Regions from separate parts of the Zea mays genome. Here region 2 is linked to region 1. A link is a contact called in public Hi-C data. All regions are on one chromosome and are shown on one strand. Each heading gives the region's core, a stretch centred on a gene start, on an enhancer-like site or on the middle of the called end of the contact. The rest is flanking DNA. Distances are from core to core; before and after follow the strand shown.

Evidence for each region. Hi-C and Micro-C count contacts between places; a contact is called where the count stands out from the background.
Region 2: a contact with region 1 is called in a Hi-C map of leaf, with 4 times the contacts expected there. The contact joins the promoter of LOC100383547 here to the promoter of LOC541956 in region 1. A contact is called at or near these places in 7 of 25 Hi-C or Micro-C datasets (bundle sheath, ear, endosperm and 2 more).

The regions. Positions count from the first base shown.
Region 1 is chr7:82,512,103-82,516,924 of Zm-B73-REFERENCE-NAM-5.0, forward strand. It overlaps LOC541956 (enhancer of polycomb-like protein101), which reads right to left and starts at 3,185. Exons shown (of 12, transcript NM_001348658.1): 1 at 2,674-3,185; 2 at 1,376-1,505; 3 at 1,181-1,283. The coding sequence starts at 2,865. It overlaps LOC118472941 (a long non-coding RNA gene), which reads left to right. Exons shown (of 2, transcript XR_004851449.1): 2 at 1-635.
Region 2 is chr7:82,934,203-82,939,535 of Zm-B73-REFERENCE-NAM-5.0, forward strand. It overlaps LOC100383547, which reads left to right and starts at 1,697. Exons shown (of 5, transcript NM_001368208.1): 1 at 1,697-2,254; 2 at 2,373-3,362; 3 at 3,438-3,550; 4 at 3,759-3,899; 5 at 3,984-4,223. The coding sequence starts at 1,709. The coding sequence ends at 4,050.

The DNA of each region.
Region 1 (4,822 bases), core at 1,935-4,434:
CAGTTGTTACACAAGAAGTTGAATGACTTGGTCTATGTTTCATACAATTGGAAGATGGAAAGTAGGTTCCAAATGAGAAGGGAGAAAGCCGGCTCAAGTTATGACTCGTTAGTTATTAAAGACTTTGATTGGGACAATAAGTGGATAGACCCATCAGTGGTACATCCGGGCAGGGATAATGATGGTCTTAATGATTAAACATGGGGTCATGTTCATGTTGCTGCTGGAGCATCAAACTCACTTCGAGGGCGCAACCTTCCAACGCAAGCTAGGCAGACCAAACCTACACAAAGCATGCAAGAATGAGGACACAAGTTGAAGAAGATGGAGAAGAAGCACATGATTCTACTGATGATGACATTGAGCCTGATCCACCAGATGACATAGATGTGAGTGATGTTGATGAAGCTTTTGGTGGGGAAGAAGGCAGAGAAGACAATGTTGATCCCATTGTTGATAAGTCTGACAATAGATATTGAGAGTTTGAGACTTCATTGAGATGAGAGTATCAAAAACTACTTATGTTGACTTTTAGCTTATTATGTTTGTTTATGTTGAACTTGTAGAGTGCTATTTGGTACTATCCAACTTTTATTTGGGACTAATTCCCTATATTTTCTTATTATTTATTTTTATGTGTGTGTGTGGTGTCGCCTATCCACTTAAAAGGCAAAAAGGGGGATGCCCGCCTTATTGCCTTAATAACTATGGTCTTCCATTTCACAATATGCCTCTATAACCACCATATCAAAAACCAAGGAAGCAATGACAGGTTGCAATCACTTAACGTCTTTCATATTCTTAAATAGGGCAAGATAGTAGTAGCATAAATACGCTCTAGCCGACCTCAATTGACAAATATTTAAAATAGCCTCGAAACATATACTGCCTCCATTCCAAATTACAAGTTTTGGCTTTTTAGATACATATCTTTTGCTATGCACTCAAATATGCACTATATCTAAATGCACAGTAAAAGCAATGTATCATTATTTGGAATGAAGGGAGTAGTTCTAAACTCTCAAGTTCATTCCAAAATTTTATGCACATGGTGCATACTCTAACCACGACTTAAATTCCAGCCTTAGGTCCTTTAACAAGCCATCCAATTTATTTAAGATAATGCATTTCTTAGTTTATATATATCCTTAAGTTATCTAGATCAATAGTGTTCGCTTACTTTTCAGGGTTTATATTCTTCCGCTCGCTATTGAATTCTTCAAGCCAGTCCTCGTCTTCATTGTCAAGGTCATACTCGACAAATTCACCGATCTCAGCCCTGGCTGCAGATAGTGATAACTCTTAGTAATAAACATAACAGTATAAGTTTAACAAGAAAAGATTGCATCCCCAGGGAAAGTAACAAGAAAGAAACCTCCTCTTCCACGTATATAAGATGTCGGTTGTGCAAAGGTACGAGTATAGTCCCTTTCATATGTGTCAACACCATCAAATTGTGGTGTAGGTATTTCCTGGGCATTTTTCTTACTGAGTGCTTGATTTCCCTGCAGAGTAGAGTGATATAATTCCTTTGTCCAGCATCCGTTGAAACATATAGTGGCAGTCCAATAGGTGTACCAAGAACACATTGATTTAGGTGAGGGAGTTAGAGAAGCCCACATCAGACTACGTTTTCTTGCAATAGCAGAATAGCCATGCAATAATTTACACTGGTCAGAAATATATATTCAGATAAACCTAGCAAAGCAACGATTTTGAATTCTTCCAAGGACAAGACATTTAAGAAAAAAGGGCACAATAGGAAAAAGTCACTATGGTTTCAATTAGACGGAGATTAAAAAAATTAATATTGTTGGAGATGTGCACCAACAAATTACTGTATAATATCTGAACTATTGTCCAAAAAATAACAACCAGTGTGTATCCAAATTCCAGACAAGAGAACCAGGCAATGAGTTCAAAATAGATAAATTCATAAAGGCTTGCCCTCTTATAAATAAGGAATACAGCGAATGAAAGTAGTAACAGCAACAACTTCATTAAGCGATACTTCAAACCTAAAGGTGAGTGATATTGATAGGTTTATAAAGAAATGTATATGGCAAGCTATTATAGTATACAGCATGTACATTCCACCGGAAAAGCCTTATTTCTACCTAATTTTAATATAAGGCCGTGTTTTATTCCAAATAATTGAGAGGAAACGGAAAGTAATCTAATAATGAAATGGGGAGCGTTTTCTAGATATTGGTTTCAATTATGGGATTCAAACCGGTCCTAATAGATACTTCGTTATATTGTCCACGTAAATTTAACCACAATATGCTAGTAAACTTCATTTGACATGTACAAACATTACTAGGATTGGAGTGATTCCATGATATTACAACCTGTAGTCTAATACATGTCCTCTTCATTTTCATTTTCACAATGGCTACCAAGACAACAACTACAACGAACAGTACAGAGTACAGACACATGACTCACATAACAGAAAGCTTAGTTGGTGAAATGGGACCAACATTTAACATTGCTGAAGTTCAAACTCAAGCAACAGGACGCGGTGAGCCTATAAGCACAAGAGTACAGAGTACAAGCACAAGAATAAAGCTCAATTCAAGTCACTTCAACCGAGAAACGAACTCTATGAGCCTATAAGCACCAACATTTAACATTGATGAAGTTCAAACTCAAGCAACAGGACCAAAATACCTCGCCTTCTGTGGCATTGTTGGCCCCAGACGCGGTGAAGTCAGCTCCTGAGTGACGCAGCAGCACCCCAGCCCTCGCAGAGGACAGTGGTGCGATCCCTGGCTCCTCATCCTCGAACTCACGCACAGACTTGAGGATGGGGAGCTTCTTGTGGATGTCTAGCGGCCGCGGTCTGAACGAGAGCCTACTCATAGTTCCCACAACCCCCAACGCCGCTGCAACCTCATCTCATCTCCGCCCACCACCTCCTCGCCTAACCATCCGCCCGCACCGGCTCGCCCAAGGCAGTGAACGCAACGAGAAGCTCGGGAGAAACCCTAGGTCCGCAAGGGCCGAGTGGCAGGGCCTGGCGCCCCGGACGGCGGGAACCGCGAGGGATGCCGCGGAGCAGTGGGTGACGCGGAGTAGAGGAGGCGGGGGCTAGGGTTAGGGTTTTGAGCAGGGAATCGGGTTCTTAGGGTTTGAAAAGAAATGGAAGCGAGGGAAGAAGACGCGAGGAGGAAGACAGAGGCCCGAATTTTTTGTTTTTTAGCCCCTTTCGAGACAAAAATTTACGTTTGGACCCCCAGAAATTTAATTTGCACGTTTGGACCCGAAGCTCGGCGCCATAGGTTGTGGCGCCGAGGTAACACATCTCGGCGCCACAGCCTGTGGCGCCGAGCTCTGTGACGTGGCAGATTGCGTGGCACCTAGCTCGGCGCCACAGATCTTGGCGCCGAGCTAGGAAATATCCACCGCCGCCGTTTCTTCTCTGCGCGTTTCTTCTCTGGCTTCTCTGTTCGCGTTTCTTCTCTGTGCGCGTTTCTCCGACCGCAAAAACCAACACCGCCCGCCCACCTCGCCGCCGGCCGGGCTCGCCGCCGGCCGCCCGCCCCGCTCCCTGTCGCCGCCGGCCGCCCGCCCCGCTCCCTGTCGCCGGCCGGGCTCGGGCGCCCGGAGTTCGCCGCCGCCGCCCGGAGTTCGCCCCCGCCAACCGGAGCTCGCCGCCGCCGCCCGGAGTTCGCCCCCGCCAACCGGAGCTCGCCGCCGCCGCCCGGAGCTCCGCCAACGGTCGGCCACCGCGCGCTACGGTTGGCCATCGCCAGGTATATTTTTTTAATTTCTTAGTTTAGTAAATTCTTAGTGATTATATAGTTTAGTGTATTCTTAGTAAATTTCTTAGATTAATTTCTTAGTTTAGTAAATTCTTAGTGATTATATAGTTTAGTGTATTCTTAGTAAATTTCTTAGATTAATTTATTAGTTTATTAATTTCTTAGTTTAGTGTTTAGTAAATTCTTAGTGATTATATAGTTAGCATTTTGTTTAGCGCATTGATATTACATGTTTTCTGTGTTGGCAACCATCGTGTTGTCGTTTATTCGCAGGTTCTATAAACATCACTTTACAGGGGAGGTGCTGCCAAATTTTTTACTGACAATAGGTTTTTTTGTACGTAGGTGTTCGTCCGACTTGACCTTCTCCACCGTTAGCTGGACTCGTACGCGTTCTCAGGTATACAATGTTTTCGTACATTATTTATAGATTATGTAATTTCGTTTGATGTGTTTATTTAATATTTACTGTATAGTTATTAGTTAATATATATTTATTACTTAGTAAGTTAGTAGGCTTAAGTATGTAGCCATTATTGAGTTAGTAATCCATTTTTGCAATAGATGGACAGCCTAGTAACACTATACCATGGAGGAAGGGTGGAGATAGATGCTTATGGGAGTGTTACTTTTGATGGTATGAAGATCGTGACCATGTTGTTCGTTGAAAGACCATCTTTTGACCAGCTTTTGGCTCGAGCTTGTGAGGAGATTAGTTGCGACATAAACGACCCTAGAATATCAATTCAGGGTTTGTTGTCCCATATTACATATGGAACAGTTGTCCGACGGTTGATCTCCATTACCTCAGAAGATGATTGGGTGATATATTTAAAAATTGTGAAGACGATGGTTCCACCATGTTTGGATGTGGTTGTTCAAAAGTTACCTGTTAGTCAATGCGAAGGTCCAGTCGGGTTATCTCCACAAATGCCAAATGCATCTCGTATTGAAGCTCCTTTGGTAGAGCTTCATGAAGAAGTCGTTGTTGTGCCCGATGCTCAATCGGGTCCGCACGAGTATGGGATTTCTCGTCCTATTCCCGGCGTTTGTGG
Region 2 (5,333 bases), core at 447-2,946, 420 kb after region 1:
AGTGTATCATTGCCCCTAAGACGATACATGAGCACTTAAGCTGGAATAATCTGGGCGGTTCCGCCACAACCTTCGCCTCTATCAAACATGGTGGCACATGTGGCAGGGTCTGGTAGTGCACTGGACTGAGAAAATGGTACTCGGTCCTTGTTAGTGCTTTTATCGAACTAGATCCGACGGACTGATAGTTTATTCCGATTTAAGTGTATCATTACCCCTAAGACGATACATGAGCACTTAAGCTGGAATAATCTGGGCAGTTCCGCCACAGCCTTCGCCTCTATCAAACGTGGCGTCACATGTGGTAGGGTCTGGTAGTGCACTGGACCAGTCCAGTGCCACTAACAAGATAACTTTTCGTCAAAATGGTCACTGATCTCACCAGCATGGCAGAAGTCTCGTGGTGAGTTGGACCTATACTGTAGGCGGTCAGGTGCATCCACAAAAAGTGCAGTTTTGGGGATTGTTCCCAACTTATATTTGGGTGGTTGAGGGCTATAAATATACCCTCAACTAGACTATTCAATACACAAGAACTGAGCAATAACTCCTACAAGTTAGAGTAACACTCCCAAGAGATAAAAAGCCTCACAAGTGCCACAATAGAGAGAATTAAACAAGTGACAACCATTCTAGTGTTATTTGTGATAGTGCCTTATGAGAGAGCAATGGAGAAGAGTGTGTGCTATGGTCTTGTGCTTCGAGTTTTTTTGACTCACATTGAGATTATAAAGCTAGCAAGAGCCTCCAAACTTGTGGAGCGCCTTGCAGAGGCTCTGGTCACTCGATCGAATTGAGAAAAGTGAGAGGACTCAAGTTTGATCTTCGGAATCGTTTGAGAGGGTGTAAAGAGACCTAGTCCCTTGGGACATCTCAACAGAGACTTAGGTTTCATTTAGAAACCGAACTCTGGTAAATAAATTGTCATGTCACTTGTGTTTGTATGATTGAGATTTGTTTTTCCTCTTCCTCTCTAAGTTCTCTTGCTTTGATCTTTAATTCAAATCATTTGTGTTGCTCCCAAATTTATTCCTCACTCATTAGAGCAACAATTTCAAGAAAAACTTATCCCCCTAATTTCGATTAACTTACCACTTGCTCTAACCGACTAATTTGGGATCAAGTTTTGGTTAAATGATTAAATTTTAGATTTCGTCTATTCACCCCGCTAGATGGCTATCAACTTGTTCAAGCCAACGACTGGTATTAATGGTTTAGTAGCAAGTCATACAGTCGAATTAAATATTGACGTCTTTAGTCCTAATTACCCAATATAGATTGGGGGATCTGGTGCCGTAGTCAGTTTTTCAATCGGTATTATTGATGTCCTTTTCTACAGTACGCTAGAGTGAGCTAGTAACCTCAGCTTTTACTTTGTGAACTTTAGTCGCTTTCAATATCAATATAAGCATAGGTATAACTTGTAACCCAAAAAAATTTCTTCTTTCGCCCACGTGTGGACGTGGCAGATTGGCGGCACCACAGAATTAGCTATCACACGCCTCCACCCCACACGCTCTATCATCAAGTCCGCAGCATCCCGACGAACTCCTGGTGTCCTGGCCTGCACCCAAAATATCCATATCCTTCCGCCGGCTGCCAAATAATCTCTTTCTTGCCGAGATCGGCGCGTATATCTTTTCCGGTGTCCGATGATTCATGCATTAGCAATTTTTGACTCGTGCGTGCGTGACTACAGTTGCATGCTATGGCCATGGTCACCACTTCGCCGGCAACTGTGCAGCCATCATCATGCAAGCACACGAGCCGCGGCGCGGCGCGGTGCTGCCCTCCTCCTCTGCTGTCCTGGAAGACACGAAGCTTTGGGCAGCAGGTGACGACAAGGGCCACGGCGGCGAGCTCCCGTGGGCAGCCCGCGGGCGTGGCACAGGCAGGGGGAGAAGAGGGCGACAGTATCAGGCGGCTGCAGAACGGGTCGGACGTGCGGGGCGTCGCGCTGGAGGGCGAGAAAGGCCGGGCCGTGGACCTCACGCCGCTGGCGGTCGAGGCCATCGCCGAGAGCTTCGGGGAGTGGCTGCGAGAGGAGGAGCTCCGGCTCCGGGGCCAGGAGCCCGAGCAGCTGCGTGTGTCCGTCGGCCGCGACCCGAGGCTGTCGGGGCCGCGGCTCAGCGCGGCGCTCTTCGCGGGGCTCGCCAGGGCGGGCTGCTCCGTCTTCGACATGGGGCTCGCCACCACGCCGGCCTGCTTCATGAGCACCATACTGCCACGCTTCAACTATGACGGCTCTATTATGGTAGTGAAGTAATGATACGTATTTTACGTTTGCGTCGTGTTGGTGTGCGTGCATGCCATGCAATGCATGTGTTTCACTTGTCAATTACTACGTTCGGATCGGAGTTGCATGCATGCAGATGACGGCGTCACACCTCCCCTACACCCGCAACGGCCTCAAGTTCTTCACCAAGCGCGGCGGGCTCACCTCCGGCGACGTCGAGAACATCTGCGACCGCGCAGCGCACAAGTACGTGGCGCGGAAGACGGGAGTCGGCGGCGGCGGCAGGGGCACGCCGCCGGTGGTGATGCGCGTGGACCTGATGAGCGCCTACGCGCAGCACCTCCGCGACATCATCAAGCAGCGCGTGGCGCACCCGACGCACTACGACACCCCACTGAGGGGCTTCAAGGTGGTGGTGAACGCGGGCAACGGCTGCGGCGGGTTCTTCACCTGGGACGTGCTGGAGAAGCTGGGGGCCGACACCACGGGCAGCCTCCACCTGGAGCCCGACGGCAGGTTCCCCAACCACATACCCAACCCGGAGGACGCCACCGCCATGTCGCTCACCCGCGGCGCCGTGCTGGCGCAGGGCGCGGACCTGGGCGTCGTTTTCGACACCGACGTGGACCGCAGCGGCGTCGTGGACGCCGGGGGCGCGGCCATCAACGGCGACCGCCTCATCGCGCTCATGTCGGCCATCGTGCTGGGCGAGCACCCGGGCACCATGGTGGTCACCGACGCGCGCGCCAGCGACGGGCTCACGAGGTTCGTCGAGTCCAGGGGAGGCCGCCACTGCCTGTACCGCGTCGGCTACCGCAACGTCATAGACAAGGGCGTGCAGCTGAACGCCGACGGCGTGGAGACGCACCTGATGATGGAGACGACCGGGCACGGCGCGCTCAAGGAGAACTACTTCCTCGACGACGGCGCCTACATGGTGGTGAAGATCATCATTGAGATGGTCCGGATGAAGCTAGCAGGGGTGGAGGGAGGGGTAGGGAGCCTTATCAGGGATCTGCAGGAGCCCGCCGAGTCCGTGCTCCTCCGGATGGACGTCATGGGTGAGCCCAAGGATGCCAAGGAAAGGGCCACACATGCAGTTGAGGCTTTTAAGAACTACATCCAGGTAAACTCACATAGATGAATAAATAAATATAATCATCCCCCGATGGAGTAGAATATTAATGAATACGAACATTAGGAGGACAAACTTTTCGGTTGGGTGCTGGACGACTGCGGGGATTGCTCAGTTGCCGAGGGATGCCTTATGGACACAAACAATGATCCCATCGATGTTGATGCACACATGTACAGGTATCATCTACATGTTTTACAATATATATTTTTTAGGAGTTACTTTTAAAAAATATTAGAAAACCCCTTCTTTGATATTTTCAATTTTTTTGGTGGCTTAAAAAAACAAGAAAGTAAATTTTACAAACCTTAGAGATGGTCTAAGTCGTCCATGCATAGCCACTACGATGGCTACGGATGCTTTACTCGCTATACTTTGTGAAAGCAGAGCAAAACTATACGACGAGAATCAGAGAGCAGTAGGCATGGTCCACATTCGTCAAAGCGTGCATAATCCCAACATAGCACTAAACATGCAGTCCTATGCTCCTGGTGGCTGCAAATCCATGGCAAAGGATCTTCTTGAGAGGTAACATAGACATAACACTGAGCGGATCCTAACTCTCGCTTCACTTTATGAGATTGTTGATCTTATGCTTCTTGTTGATTCTAGGTTCTTGCTGGCAAGCGGACTGAATGGGTTTCTTGACATAAGCCAAGTAGAGAAGTTTGTCCAGTAGTTCTTATGCTTATTATAGGATCTTAGATTTACCTACTCTGTATATGTAACAGCTCAGAACCTAGCTAGGAGTTCACTACTGTTGCGAGTGTACATCTATTACATTATTCTCCTATCCCATCCATGGTAAACCTTGTATGTGTTTAGCAAATATACATAGCATTACCTTTTTTGATTTTAGCGTTTTTCTAAAAGTATTCGCATCTACGTATCATACTGACCGTTCGACGCTGACTGGTGGTGGCCAAAATTTTAGTTGTCAAAACTTGGCCAAGCCAAATTCTTGCCTTCCATTTGGTTTGCATCCAAAATTTGTGAACCTTTCGGAATTGGCATGCTAAATCTAGGGTAAATGCCTATTCGAACATTCACAACTTTTGCTTGCCAAGTTTTTGTTATAATAATTTTTTGGTGGCCAACCAAGCAAGGCTTTCATGACTCGTTAAATCTATGATAAATAGTTTACTTTTTCAAAATTTTAGCAATATTTGTTTGACAGATCTTTGTCAGGACAAATTTTGGTTGCCAATCAAACAAGGTTTTTCTGTAAATTTATAGCAAATACATTTTTCAATATTTTTATTCAATTTTTGCTTCGATAAATTTTGGTAGCCAACTAAGGGTCTGTTTATTTCGGATTATAATATGTTCAAATTATATAATCTTACTTTTTTTGAACTAATTATCAGTTCAAAATAAATGGAATTATATAATCTAGGCACGTTATAATCCAAAACAAATAGACACTGTTTTTCCGCCAAACGAGGAATTGTAGGAATTATTGTTGTAAGGCTGCTCTTAGTAGAAGTATCACAAGAACTTTATACTTTTATAGTGTTGACAAGTGTCCGAACAAGTGATGGAGACACCGATGACTTTCCAATTAACATAGGACTACATCAAGGGTCGGCTTTGAGCCCTTATCTTTTCGCTTTGGTGATAGATGAGGTCACAAGGGACATACAAGGAGTTTTACCGTGGTGTATGCTTTTTGCCGATGATGTGGTACTTATTGAGGAGAGTAGGAGTGGTGTTTCTCAAAAGTTGGAATTGTGGAGGCAGACGCTGGAAGCAAAAGGTTTTAGGCTTAGTAGGTCTAAAACAGAGTATATGAAGTGTGATTTCAGTGCCATGGGGTATGAGGATGGCGATGTTAGTCTTGATGGGCAAGTGGTACCCAAGAAAGACACTTTTCGTTACTTAGGATCAATGCTTCAAAAGGAGGGAGACATCGATGAGGATGTCAGTCATAGAATTAAAGCCGGATGGTTGAAGTGGCGACAA